Regions from separate parts of the Capra hircus genome. Here region 2 is linked to region 1. A link is a contact called in public Hi-C data. All regions are on one chromosome and are shown on one strand. Each heading gives the region's core, a stretch centred on a gene start, on an enhancer-like site or on the middle of the called end of the contact. The rest is flanking DNA. Distances are from core to core; before and after follow the strand shown. Region 1 overlaps ZNRF3 (E3 ubiquitin-protein ligase ZNRF3). Region 2 has its middle 19 kb from the start of ZNRF3.

The links. A called contact is a pair of places that touch in the nucleus more often than the background predicts.
Region 2: a contact with region 1 is called in a Hi-C map of blood, with 4 times the contacts expected there. The contact joins two enhancer-like sites. A contact is called at or near these places in 4 of 5 Hi-C or Micro-C datasets (blood and liver).

What each region holds. Positions count from the first base shown.
Region 1 is chr17:2,864,530-2,870,260 of ARS1.2, forward strand. ZNRF3 (E3 ubiquitin-protein ligase ZNRF3) reads right to left here. Exons shown (of 9, transcript XM_018061043.1): 3 at 3,006-3,080; 4 at 2,473-2,604; 5 at 1,030-1,140; 6 at 1-84. Among named protein-coding and RNA genes, the nearest start is that of C17H22orf31, 19 kb to the left of the region's middle. Within about 2 kb of position 4,477, at least 3 of the 5 cell types and tissues checked have an H3K27ac peak or open chromatin away from gene starts, as enhancers often do.
Region 2 is chr17:3,016,855-3,022,503 of ARS1.2, forward strand. No RefSeq gene overlaps it. Among named protein-coding and RNA genes, the nearest start is that of ZNRF3, 19 kb to the left of the region's middle. Within about 2 kb of position 3,122, at least 3 of the 5 cell types and tissues checked have an H3K27ac peak or open chromatin away from gene starts, as enhancers often do.

The DNA of each region.
Region 1 (5,731 bases), core at 3,227-5,726:
CTCCCGGCGCCCCTTGCTCTTGGAGTTGAACTTCCTGGTTTCCATCTTCTCCAGGGCCTGCACGGCCAGCCTGTTCATGGAATTCTGCGCAGCAGAATGTGGCCCATGTGAGGGTCTGGGTTGTGTTAACAGCGGTGGTCACCGCCTGGGGGGCCACGGTCAACCTAACGCTAGTCTCCATCTGGCCAGGACAGACTGCTGAGGAATCACTAAACATGGAGAGACCACGGCCCAAGAGCACAGGTCTTCCAGACTCCCGAGAGTCCACCGCACTGGCCTAAGCAGCAGAGCCGGCAGAGGTCTGCTTGAGTTATTTGGCCAAGTCTGCTCTGGGCTAAGGGCTCCTCCCTTCACTGAAGAACGTCCCAAGGGCCAATGAATAACGCATGGGGGTGCTCAGCACTTGGCAGACTGGACGTGCTCGACAGACACCAGCTGCTGCCCTGTCGCTGACGGCCCACCCGACCCTCGGCGCTGTCTCTCTCTGGGGACATCACACTGCTACATCCCTGAGAGTCTGGACTCCGGAGTGTCCCTCCATTGCCCTCTGCCCCCAAACCCTTCCTTCCTGTAAGCACGCAGTGCTGTGTCAGCCGGGGCACTAGCGTGGCTCCTCTGTTCACTGAGAATCGCCTGGAGAGCCTGGTAGATGCAGATTCGGACGCAACAGGTCTAGGGTGGGGCCTGAGACTCTGTGCGTCTCCCACGCTCCCAGGTGATGCTGAGCCTGCCAGTCCCCTGATCATATCTGGGGAGCAGGACTCTCGGGCTCCATGTTAACATTCAAACATTTTTTTGGAAACACCCGTGGCTGGAAATGGCACCAGTGCTCGGCCCTTGTATTGAGAGGACTGGCCTTTTTGGAACAGAAACAACTCAGTGCTCTGGGCTCTGCTCTGCTTTTCTCCATCTTTTCTGGCTCTGGGCCAGCAGGGACGAGGCTGCAGTATGGGGGCAGGACCCTGCCCTGGCCTGCACTGGCAGCGGGGCCTCAGGGATGAAGCTGACGGGCCACTCTGGGGCCATTACCTGACTGCGTCGCTGCTTCAGCTTGATTTTGACAAGGAGGATGAGGCAGACCAAGGAGACCACGACGAAGAAAGCCAGGAAAATCCCCATATCGAAGTACTCAGTGGGTTGCTGGAACAGAACAGACACAGTGAGTCACGGCGCTCTTCGGCCTGGGGATGAGCACACGCGCTGGGTCGGCTCTGGGCAGTGGAGGGATGGAGCCACTGGGCTGCGTTTCCCCTCCTTTGCGGGACACGCCAGGGCTTCTGCTAACAGGCGCCCAGTGCGCTCTCTGGGCCCAGGGAGTGCCTGTGGTGTGGCCTGGGGAGGCCTGCCGGGGTCTTAGCCAGGCCTCCTAACAGCTGGGAGAGCTCTGCTCACTGAGTCCGGCTCCCTGCGGAATAGCGCAGAGTCCGTCGAACCCGGTGGGAGAGGCCCTTCCAAATAAACACAAATATCACATTTATGGGACAAAGGAGTGACTGTCATGTTTTGAGGGAACAGTGATTACTAACCATATAATTAATGGTTTACAACAACTCAGAAAATTGTACGCTGCTTCCACAAATATCAGCTTCCACTATAGTGAGTCATATTTACCAAAGCACTCTTTTTTCCCTTTAAAAAGCAGCCAGCAAGTCAGTTCTTCTGCAGACTACCTCTAGTTTTAGTTCCTACCTTTCCCTCATGGCATACAGCCTCCTAAAACCTTACAGCCACCTGACCTGGGACGTGCATTTGGCCCGTCAGAGTGGAGTTTTGCTCACTGAATGCTACGAGCATCTGGGTATTTTTTGCGAAAGGATCCTCCTTTATGTGAATATTCCAATATTTGGGAAGAGGAAATAAAGCATCTATGGAGCACCTGTCCCAGGTTCCTAGAGTCCTGAGCCTGAGGTTGTGCAGAGGATGCCAACAGCGTGGCTTTAACACAACTAAGAGAAGCTTAGAAGACAAAGCTGTTCATTAGCCACCTGGAGGTTATGAGCTCTGACCCCAGTTGAAAGCTTACATTTCCAGATTCTAGTACAGGTTAGGGAGTTTCGGTAATACACTTGCCCCACAGGAAGGAGGAAGCACAGGCTTTATCCTCTTAGTGAAGACCCACAGGAGGAGGGAGACCCAGGAAAAGCAGCTGAGGGTAGGGCGCCCTTCCCTTCAGTCCTTAGTCAGCCTTTCATGGGAAGATGGGACAGAAAAGAAAAGACAGGAAGTCACCCAGAGGGGACGCCGGGTGGAAGAGACACCTGGTCACAAGTCATCTATATCTGGAAATGCTTTTCAGAGGCCCTCAAGTAAAACTGGTAATCTCTCCCTGGCCTCCGGGTTTACATCTGCTATAAACCTGCAGGTCCCTGGGGCGCATCAGCGTTTAGATGGGGAAAAAGCCGGAAGCAAAAAAAAAAAAGGCCGAAGCCAGAAGGGGCAGATGGCGGGGTGGGGCAGGTGGCGGAGGCTCACTCGAGGGGGACGGTGTTGGATCCGCGCGCGCGCCACTTTCTGCTTGTTGACGATGTTCATCAGCTTGATCGCGTCTGCACCCTTCACATACACCACCGGCCTCTTGAGCGGGTCTTCTGAGCCCTGGTTCAGCTAAGCAAGGAGAGAAGGTGCTGCTTAGAAGACGTAATTACTTTCAAGAAGCCAGAGAGAGAGAAAGAAAAGCTGGAGGAAAAGAACACGAAATTCCCTTTTGAAAATCCCCAAACACCAGCATCATAGGCTGGGGGCTCCCAGGCAGATGAAGCTGAGGATGCCCCCTGTTTCAGGATGAAAGGTCTTTGACAATGCCTCCCAGCCCCCAGCTCCCTGGCTCTTAACCCCTCTCGACACACTCGCTTTGGAGGACGACGTGCAAACATGGATCACTAATGAGGGCAGACAAGCACAAGGGCCCCGAAGACCCAGGTGACACGACCGTGAGAAGCCAGGCTAAGTAAGGGAGGTGCTTCTCTCAGGGGCCCTGCAGCCTTGGCCTGGCCCCAGGAGCCTACCTGGTCAATAGCTTCCGGGTTTTCGGACACATCGAAGATGACAGCAGTGGCTCCCCGCTGCACAGCTCGCTTGGCCTAGAAGAGTGAGAAAGAGCCTGTATGGACGTTCCCAAAAAGCTAGCTTTGGAAATCTGACCTGTATTCGAATGCAGAATGTGATGGTCATGAACTTACGTGACTGGGAGAGTTACCAACTTTCCTACGCCTTAACTTAAGTGAAAGTCTCTGTCACATGCCACTCTTGGCGACCCCATAGGCTATACGGTCCGTGGAATTCTCCAGGTCAAAATACTGGAGTGAGTAGCCTTTCCGTTTCCTTTACCAGTGGATCTTCCCGACCCAGGAATCAAACTGGGGTCTCCTGCCTTGCAGCGGATTTTTTACCAACTGAGCTATCAGGGAAGCCCAAGCCTCAACTTGCCTTTTTTTTTTTTTTTTAAAGAAGGGTGTGGGGAGTGGGGTGGGGATGGAGGTGGGTAGGCAACAGTGCCTTGTTCAGTTGAACCTGAGAACTAGATGAGTTAGAAATGGTGAAAATAAATAACTGGGTACTCAATTAACCTCTGTCTCCCTCTTCAGCCTAAGCCTTAACGTCAGACTACAAACTGACAACCTGCCCCGTCAGCATAAAGGTACTGGTTTCAGTAATTTCTGCTGTGAACGCAGGGCCACTGGCAACAAAAGCACATGCCTTTGGTCCTTGTCTTGTGGTCCTCCTTCCTCCCCATGTCGTCCAGCCCTGCAGTTAGAAGAGCCTGTGACTATGTCCAAGGTAATCTCAAAATGGTCCGTTTTAATAACAGACATGAGCTGAAGACCTTTGGAGATGCTGTCGGGTGGGGGGAAAGGCTATGAGAAATAATTGTAAATGGGGATTTAGAGCTGTTGGCTGCCAAACCTGGCCGCACATCAAAAACCACTTGGGGAAGTTTGTCAAGCAGATTTCCTGGCTCAGACCACAGAGCCTGATTCAGCAGGGCTGGAGTGAGGCCCAGGAAACTGAGTTCTGAAAGTTTTCTGAGGATTCAACCATTTGGGGGAACTACTGATCAGACATGAAATGTTTTAGGAACAAATGAGAAGCGGTGGAATTCTGTTTTGGGGGGTGGAAAGGATTCCTTTCCATCCTGGTGAACCTTCTAGTTTCATGTCCAGCTAAGGGAACAACAGGGTAAAGCTGAGGAAGAATCAGACATAATCCTTGCTTTTAAGAACCTGAATCTTGTTAGGGAAGCAAGACTCCTCCAAAGGTGAGGGGTGGGAGAAGGGACCAAAATGAAAACCCAGCCTTCTGTAAGATGGACAAATGATGGCCAATACTCAGAGGTCAAGAAAGCCTCTATGGGCCAGACTGCTTGAGAAAGAACTAAAGCTGAATTCCTTCCGTAGAAATAATCACTACATGGATACAGTATGGGAAAACCACACTGAGCCTTAGGCTGGAATGTGGCTAGGGCAATGCTCCATCAGCCCACCAGAGGGCAGGCTTGCCCCACAGCTGCTACAATAAGGCAGCTCCCTGTACTTGGTACAAGCAGGACAGTGAACCCTTCCGCGGGATACAGCGAAGCCCTCCGCATGTTAACGAGCTCAGGCACCTGAGTGCTGTCCTTGTTCTGCTGAGGACCCCTTCCCGTTGGACTGAGATTCGCTGTACTTGGTCTGCTCTGCTGCTTGCCAGTGCCACCCTGGTTCCCCACTGGGCACGCCCCCATCAGGAGGAGCTCCTGGGTGCTGTCCCTGGCTCTTCCAGACGGGTCACTAAGTCTCTTTCAGTCCCCAGCCTCAGTTTCCCCACCGGTAAAAGGAGGATAGAGCCTGTGTCGTGAGGACTAGTCTCGGCCACTCAGAGGCGGCGGGCTGTCCAGAGGGCTGCAGAAAGAGCTGTGATGTCTGTCACCTGCCTCCAGCGAGAGAGCATGTGATGTCCCTGTGAGAAAGTTTGGAGCCAGATGGTGTCACTTTCCTCCATAAAGCTGTTTAGGGGCACAGACCCCTTTGCCCGAGGTCAGCAGGTCTTCGGGGGTCCCAGTAAGTGGGTGCCAGTCTTCTGCTCAGGGGGTGTGTGAGTCACCCAGTTGTGTCCACCTCTTTGCGACCCCATGGACTGTAGCCCACCAGGCTTCTCTGTCCATGGAATTCTCCAGGCAAGAATACTGGAGTGGGTTGCCATGCCCTTCTCCAGGGAGTCTTCCTGACCCAGGGATCGAACTCCTGCATGGCAGGCAGATTGTTTAACAAGGAAGATCCTCCTGGCCTTGTTCATAAACTGGCTGCCAATGAGGAAATAAACAGGATCTCTCATTCCTTTACTGGCTTTCAGTCCCTGCATATCAGACAGCACCGGAGGGGACTGGGTATGCAGCTCTGTCTTGCTTGGGAGCTTCAGTGGAGGGCGGGCCAGTCTCCTGGTTTCTTTCATGAAAACAGCAGGTCAAGAACATGGAGCTTAAATCCTGTTTATAGCTCAACTGCAGACACAACTAGGTTAATACACAGGGTCCAGGGCACCAATATTTTGTTTGAGAAAACAATCATTCTCACAGTTGGCTTACTTTAAAAATTAGGTTTAATGTAAGCTGCTGTTGAAGTAAGGCTGTATTTGCTGCACACAGGACTGGACACGAGGGGGGTCAGGATTACGTTCAGAACTCACTTGTCAGGAGCAGGCTTGGGATTTAAAATGTTGTTGTTGTTGGGTCTGACTCTTTGTGACCCCATGGACT
Region 2 (5,649 bases), core at 1,872-4,371, 150 kb after region 1:
TGGTAATATAGTTCCAGCAAAGCAACATCATCTGCAACTTTCCCTGGCCGTCCGATGGTTAAGACTGCACACTTCCAGAGGGCACGGGTTCAATCCCTGGTTGGGTAACTAAGATCCTGCATACCGTGCAGCCATTGAAAAAAAAAAAAAGAAAGAAAAACAACATCATCTGTCACATTAGATTGTTGACAACTGTAATTTTTATTTGCAAATGTGGTTTTATAGTTCTATAAGGTGCTTATACCTAATGTTATATCTCTACATTATAATAAAAGCACTTAGTGACTACTGTGGCAAGGAGAGGGTCAGGAAGAAGTGTTTTCCTTTTTTAAAAAAAAGTCCATTTATACATTATCCAGGTTTAAGGAACAAAAGCCTCCAGGATAAAGCCCAAATCCCTAGGCAAGACTTCAAAGGCCCTTTGTGATCCCGTCCCTGAACATGTCTCCAGCCTCGTCATCTCTACAGCCCCCCTTTCTTGAGTCCCCTGAACCACTTGGAGCTCCCCAGCTTAACATATCTTGCTCTCTCAGGCCTTGAATAAACTAGGAATCGGTTTGGCTCCATATAACAGAAAGCTCAGCTTACAATGGCTTAGCCAAATAGAGGTCTTATTCTTCTCGTGTAACTGGAAGTCCGGAGCTGGGCAACCGCGCACTTGTCTCACGGCTCCACGATGCCAACGGAAACCTCCTTTATTGAAGGACGGTTGGTTTACAATGTTGTGTTAATTTCAGGTGTACAGCAAAGAGATGCCTACATTCCTTCACAGATTCTTTTTAAAACTTTGTACGGATGTTTATTTCTGGCTGTGCTAGGTTTTCATTGCTTCTTGGGCTTTTCTGCAGTTGTGGCAAGTGGGGTCTAGCCTCTAGTTGTGGTGTGCAGGCTTATCATTGCTGTGAATTTTCTTGTAGAGCAGGGCTCTGGGGCCCATGGGCTCCAGTCGCTGTGGTTCCCCAGGGCACAGGCTCAGTAACTGAGACACCTGGGCTTAGTGGCTCCACGGTATGTGGAATCTTCCCAGATCAGGGATAAAACCCATGTCTCCTATATTGGCAGGCGGATTCTTTACCACTGAGCGATCAGGGAAGCCCTTCTTTTTCAGATTCTTTCTTGTAATAGATTGTTACAAGATATTGAATATAGTTCCTTGTGCCATACAGCAGGTCCTTGTTGTTTACCGTAGTGAGTTTCTGTTAATCCCAAACTCCTAATTTATCCCTCCCCCCTTTCCCCTTTGTAACTGTAAGTTTGTTTCCTATGTCTGTGAGTGTTTCTGTTTTGTAAATAAATTCATTTGTATTTAATTTTTAAGATTCCACATATACTTGATATCATGTGATATTTGTCTTTCTCTGACTTATTTTACCTAGTATGATAATCTCTAGGTGCGTCCCTGTAGCTGCAAATGGCTTTTTTTACGGCTGAGTAATATTCCATTGTGTATATGGAACACATCTCCTTTACCCATTCATCTGTCCATGGATACTTCAATTGTTTCCATGTCTTGGCTATTGTAAACAGTGCTGCACTGAACGTTGGGGTGCATGTGTCTTTTTGAATTAGAGTTTTCATCTTTTCCAGATAGATGCCCAGGAGTGGGGTTTCTGGATTTTATGGTAACTCTATTTATAGTTTTCTGAGGAAACTTCATGCTGGTTTTCATAGTGGCTGCACCAACTTACATTCCCACCAACAGTATAGGAGGGTTCCCTTTTCTCACACCCTCTCCAGCATTTAATTAATCAGTTACTTTCAGCTGCACTGGGTCTTTGTTGCAGCATAAAGCTGTAGATCAATTTCGGGGAAGGCTGACAGAGAGTCAAGAGGCCAACTTCAAGCTTTCTGTTCGGGAAGCAAGGAAAGAAGTCCTGTTCCATCAGACTCTGATGCCCTCCCCACATTGCCCGCCTCACCCTCCCATCACCTGCAAGCTTCCACTAATGTTACTTTTGCCCAGAAATTGTTTCCTCCTCTGAATGCCCTCTGAAAGCCAACGGGCTTCCTCTAGTTGTGGCCGACAGAGGCTACTCTCCTGTTGCGGAGCACAGGCTCTAGATGGGGTTTCTCCACATTTCTGACTCCCCAGTAGTAAGTCAGAAATGGTCACAGTCACTTTTCCCTTTATCATGGGATTTGTCACGCAGATGCTTTTAATCTTGATACAGTCAGACTTAACCATCTTTTCCTTAATGGTCTGCAGTTTTTGCATCTTCTTTAAGAGATCCATTTCCATTCTGATGTTCCAAATATGTTTGTTAAAATTTCTGCTAAAATTGTAAGGTTTCACGTTCCACAGTGGGAGCTTTGATGCATCTGAAATTCGTTCATGGTCTGATGGGACAGAATGAGCTGATCCTGTTTCCTTTCCATACAAAGAGTCTGTTGTCCCAACACCATCTCTTCCCTGCCGACCTGCTGGTCTGGTGTCTGGGCTGAGTCAAAGTGGGCCAGTTCCTCAGCCGCAGGGCAGCCCTGGCGGGGCAGTGCCCTCTTGGGCATACAACTTGCAGCCAATGCTTTAGAAGCTGCATCAATGAAGGAGACCCCCCTTTAGGGTTTTTAGAAAAGTTGCTGTTCAAAACTTTAGAAAGTATGGGCAGAGAGTGAAGAGGAGTCCAAGGTCATAGTTACAAATTCAGGCTTTAGAGTCAGACAGACCTAACCTAAGATTCCACTTCCCCTCTCAGATGTGTTATCTCCTCCTTCTTTATGGCTGCCCCTCCCGGGGACCCCCTGATCCAACCACAACATCACCCCCCAGCTCTTCCCTGGCTGCCTAACTCTGCACCCCGTTCCACCCACCAATCACAGACAGCTCAGGTGGGTGCTGGACAAAGAGAGCCCACTCAGAGACTGGGATAGCCAGAGATTCTAGCGCAAGAGATTTATTGAGGAAGGACCCTAGGGAGGAACACTGGGAGGAACTGAAAGAAGCAGGACAGAGCCAGAGAGGAAACTGAGCAGATGCGTGCTTTCAGGAGAGGTCTAACCGCAGCCCGATCCCATAGGGAGCTGGGGGGTATTTATTACACTGCAGAGTCTGTCCTGCCCTGAGGCCAGGGAGCCGGACTTTAAACCCCACCCTGTTAGTCAGTCATTGGCCAAGGGCCACCCGGGCCGTGTGTGTAACCTCCCAGGCATCTCCTGGCAGGGCAGCTCCCGTTAGCTAAGAGAATCCTCCAGAGAAGGATGGAGCCATGAGCTTTTAGCAGCCAACACCCAGAACAGCTGGGAAGTGGGTGTACCAGTGGGCAGGGCACCAATAGTGTCCAGCCAAGAGACCAAATCTCCCTACTTGCTGCAGTTCATCGTAAATTAGAAAGAAATAGTTGAAACAGAGTCTGAGGATGTGATGATGGGAAAGGTTTAGAGAAAATATGTTCTTGGACATGTCTTCACAAAGCTTCGTCAAAGAACGATCTATTTCACTATTTGATGACTGTTATGTAATGTTAGTTTAAATTGCTCTCTGGCTTTATTTTCTTTCTAGTGACAAAATAAATCTAGGTTCATGGTAAATTATTCCTATGTTAAAGTAATTTTATCTTAGCAAGTAATGTCGGATGGAGAAGGAAATGGCAATCCACTCCAGTATTCTTGCCTGGACAGAGGAGCCTGGCGGGCTGCAGTCTATGGGGTCACAACGAGTCTAACGTGACTTATCGACTAAACAACAAGTAATGTCATACATCCTAAAGGAATCAACCTTGAATATTCATTGAAAGCACTGATGCTAAAGCTCCAATACTTTGGCCACCTGATGCAAAGAGCCGACTCATTGGAAAAGACCTTGATGCTGGAAAAGATTGAAGGCAGGAGGAGAAGGCGCTAAAGACCATGAGATGGTTGGATGGCATCACAGACTCAGTGGACGTGAGTTTGAGCAAACTCTGGGAGATGGAGGAGGACGGGGAAGCCTGGTGTGCTGCAGTCCACGGGGTCACAAAGAGTTGGACAATGACTTAGTGACTGAACAAGAACAATGTCATACAACCTCTCCCCACACACCCATCCTGAGAGAACCACGGGTAAGAGTTAGAAGTATTTTATCTCAGCTCATATCTATATGAGTCATCTTTTGGAAAGGTCTAGAAAGCAGAAGAGGTCTCATTAAATCTGGCCCACTGGAAACCTTTAGCAAATATACTTAACAGTAACTTTGAAAGCTTTCTTTCTGAGATGGAGAATGAGATGACAGTGTCTGCTCTCATCACAAATATTTACCGCAGTTCTTTAGGCCATTCGACAGGCAATATTTAAACCATATGGTATGGATACACTGAAGTAAAACTACCAGTATGCAGTAGTCCCCTGATTGTGCGTGCAGAAAGCCCAAATGAATGAAACATTCCAAACTGTAAAATAAAGAAGTTAATTTAGCAAGTTTGCTAGATACAAGGTTGATATAATAGCTGGATTTCTACACAAAAACAATTTCAAAGTGAAATGTGAAAATACACCATGTATAATGGCATCAAAATGAAAATATGTAGCTCAGTTCAGTCGCTCTGTCGTGTCCGACTCTTTGCCACCCCATGGACTGCAGCACACCAGGCTTCCCTGTCCATCACCAGTTCCCAGAGCTGGCTCAAACTCATGTCCTTCAAGTCGGTGATGCTATCCAACCATCTCATCCTCTGTTGTCCCTTCTCCTCCTGCCTTCAATCTTTCCTAGAACTGGGGTCTTTTCCAATGAGTCAGTTCTTCACATCAGGTTCTACACAGTGCCTTTACAAAGACAAAGAATTAACATATACACACTACTATATATAAGATAATGGAGAAGGCAATGGCACCCCACTCCAGTACTCTTGCCTGGAAAATCCTATGGATGGAGGAGCCTGGTGGGCTGCTGTCTATGGGGTCGCACAGAGTCAGGCACGACTGAAGCGACTTAGTAGTAGTAGCAGTAGTATATATAAGATAAACAAGAGGCTACTATACAGGTAGGGATGTCTACTCAATACTCTGTAATAACCTATATGGGAAAAAGAATCTGCAAAAAGGATGGACATATGTATATGTATAACTGAATCACTCCACTGTATACCTGAAACTAATACACTGTAAATCAACTACACCCCAATATAAATTTTTTTTTTTAATTGAAGTTAAACACACACACACAGGGCTTCCTTGGTGGCTCAGTGGTAAAGAATCCACCCTGATCCGGGAAGATCTCACATGCCACAGAGCAACTCAGCCCACGTGCCATGACTATGGAGCCTGTGCTCCAGAGCCGGGAGGCGCAACTGCTGAGTGCGTGCGCCAAAACCACGGAAGCCTGCGCCCCCCAGAGCCTGTGCTCTGCAGCAAGAGAAGCCGCCGCAGTGAGCCCACACACCACAACTAGAGTAGCCCCTGCTTGCTGAGAAGAGCCTGAGAAGCAGGGAAGGCCCAGCACAGCCAAATACATATAGATACAAGAGAAAAAATGTTTATATATAGGAAAAACAGAAAAACAACCCACACGACTAAGAAACATTACTGAGAGGAAGTGAAGGATTTCTGAGACAATGCTCGAGTTCCTCATAGTGAACCTTTTCCTTGAGCCTGTTGGGTGGGTTTGTGGCCCACCTAGGTGATGCTGTCGTTCTATAAGCACTGAACAAATTAATAGCAAAGGCTTACTTGTCAGAAACA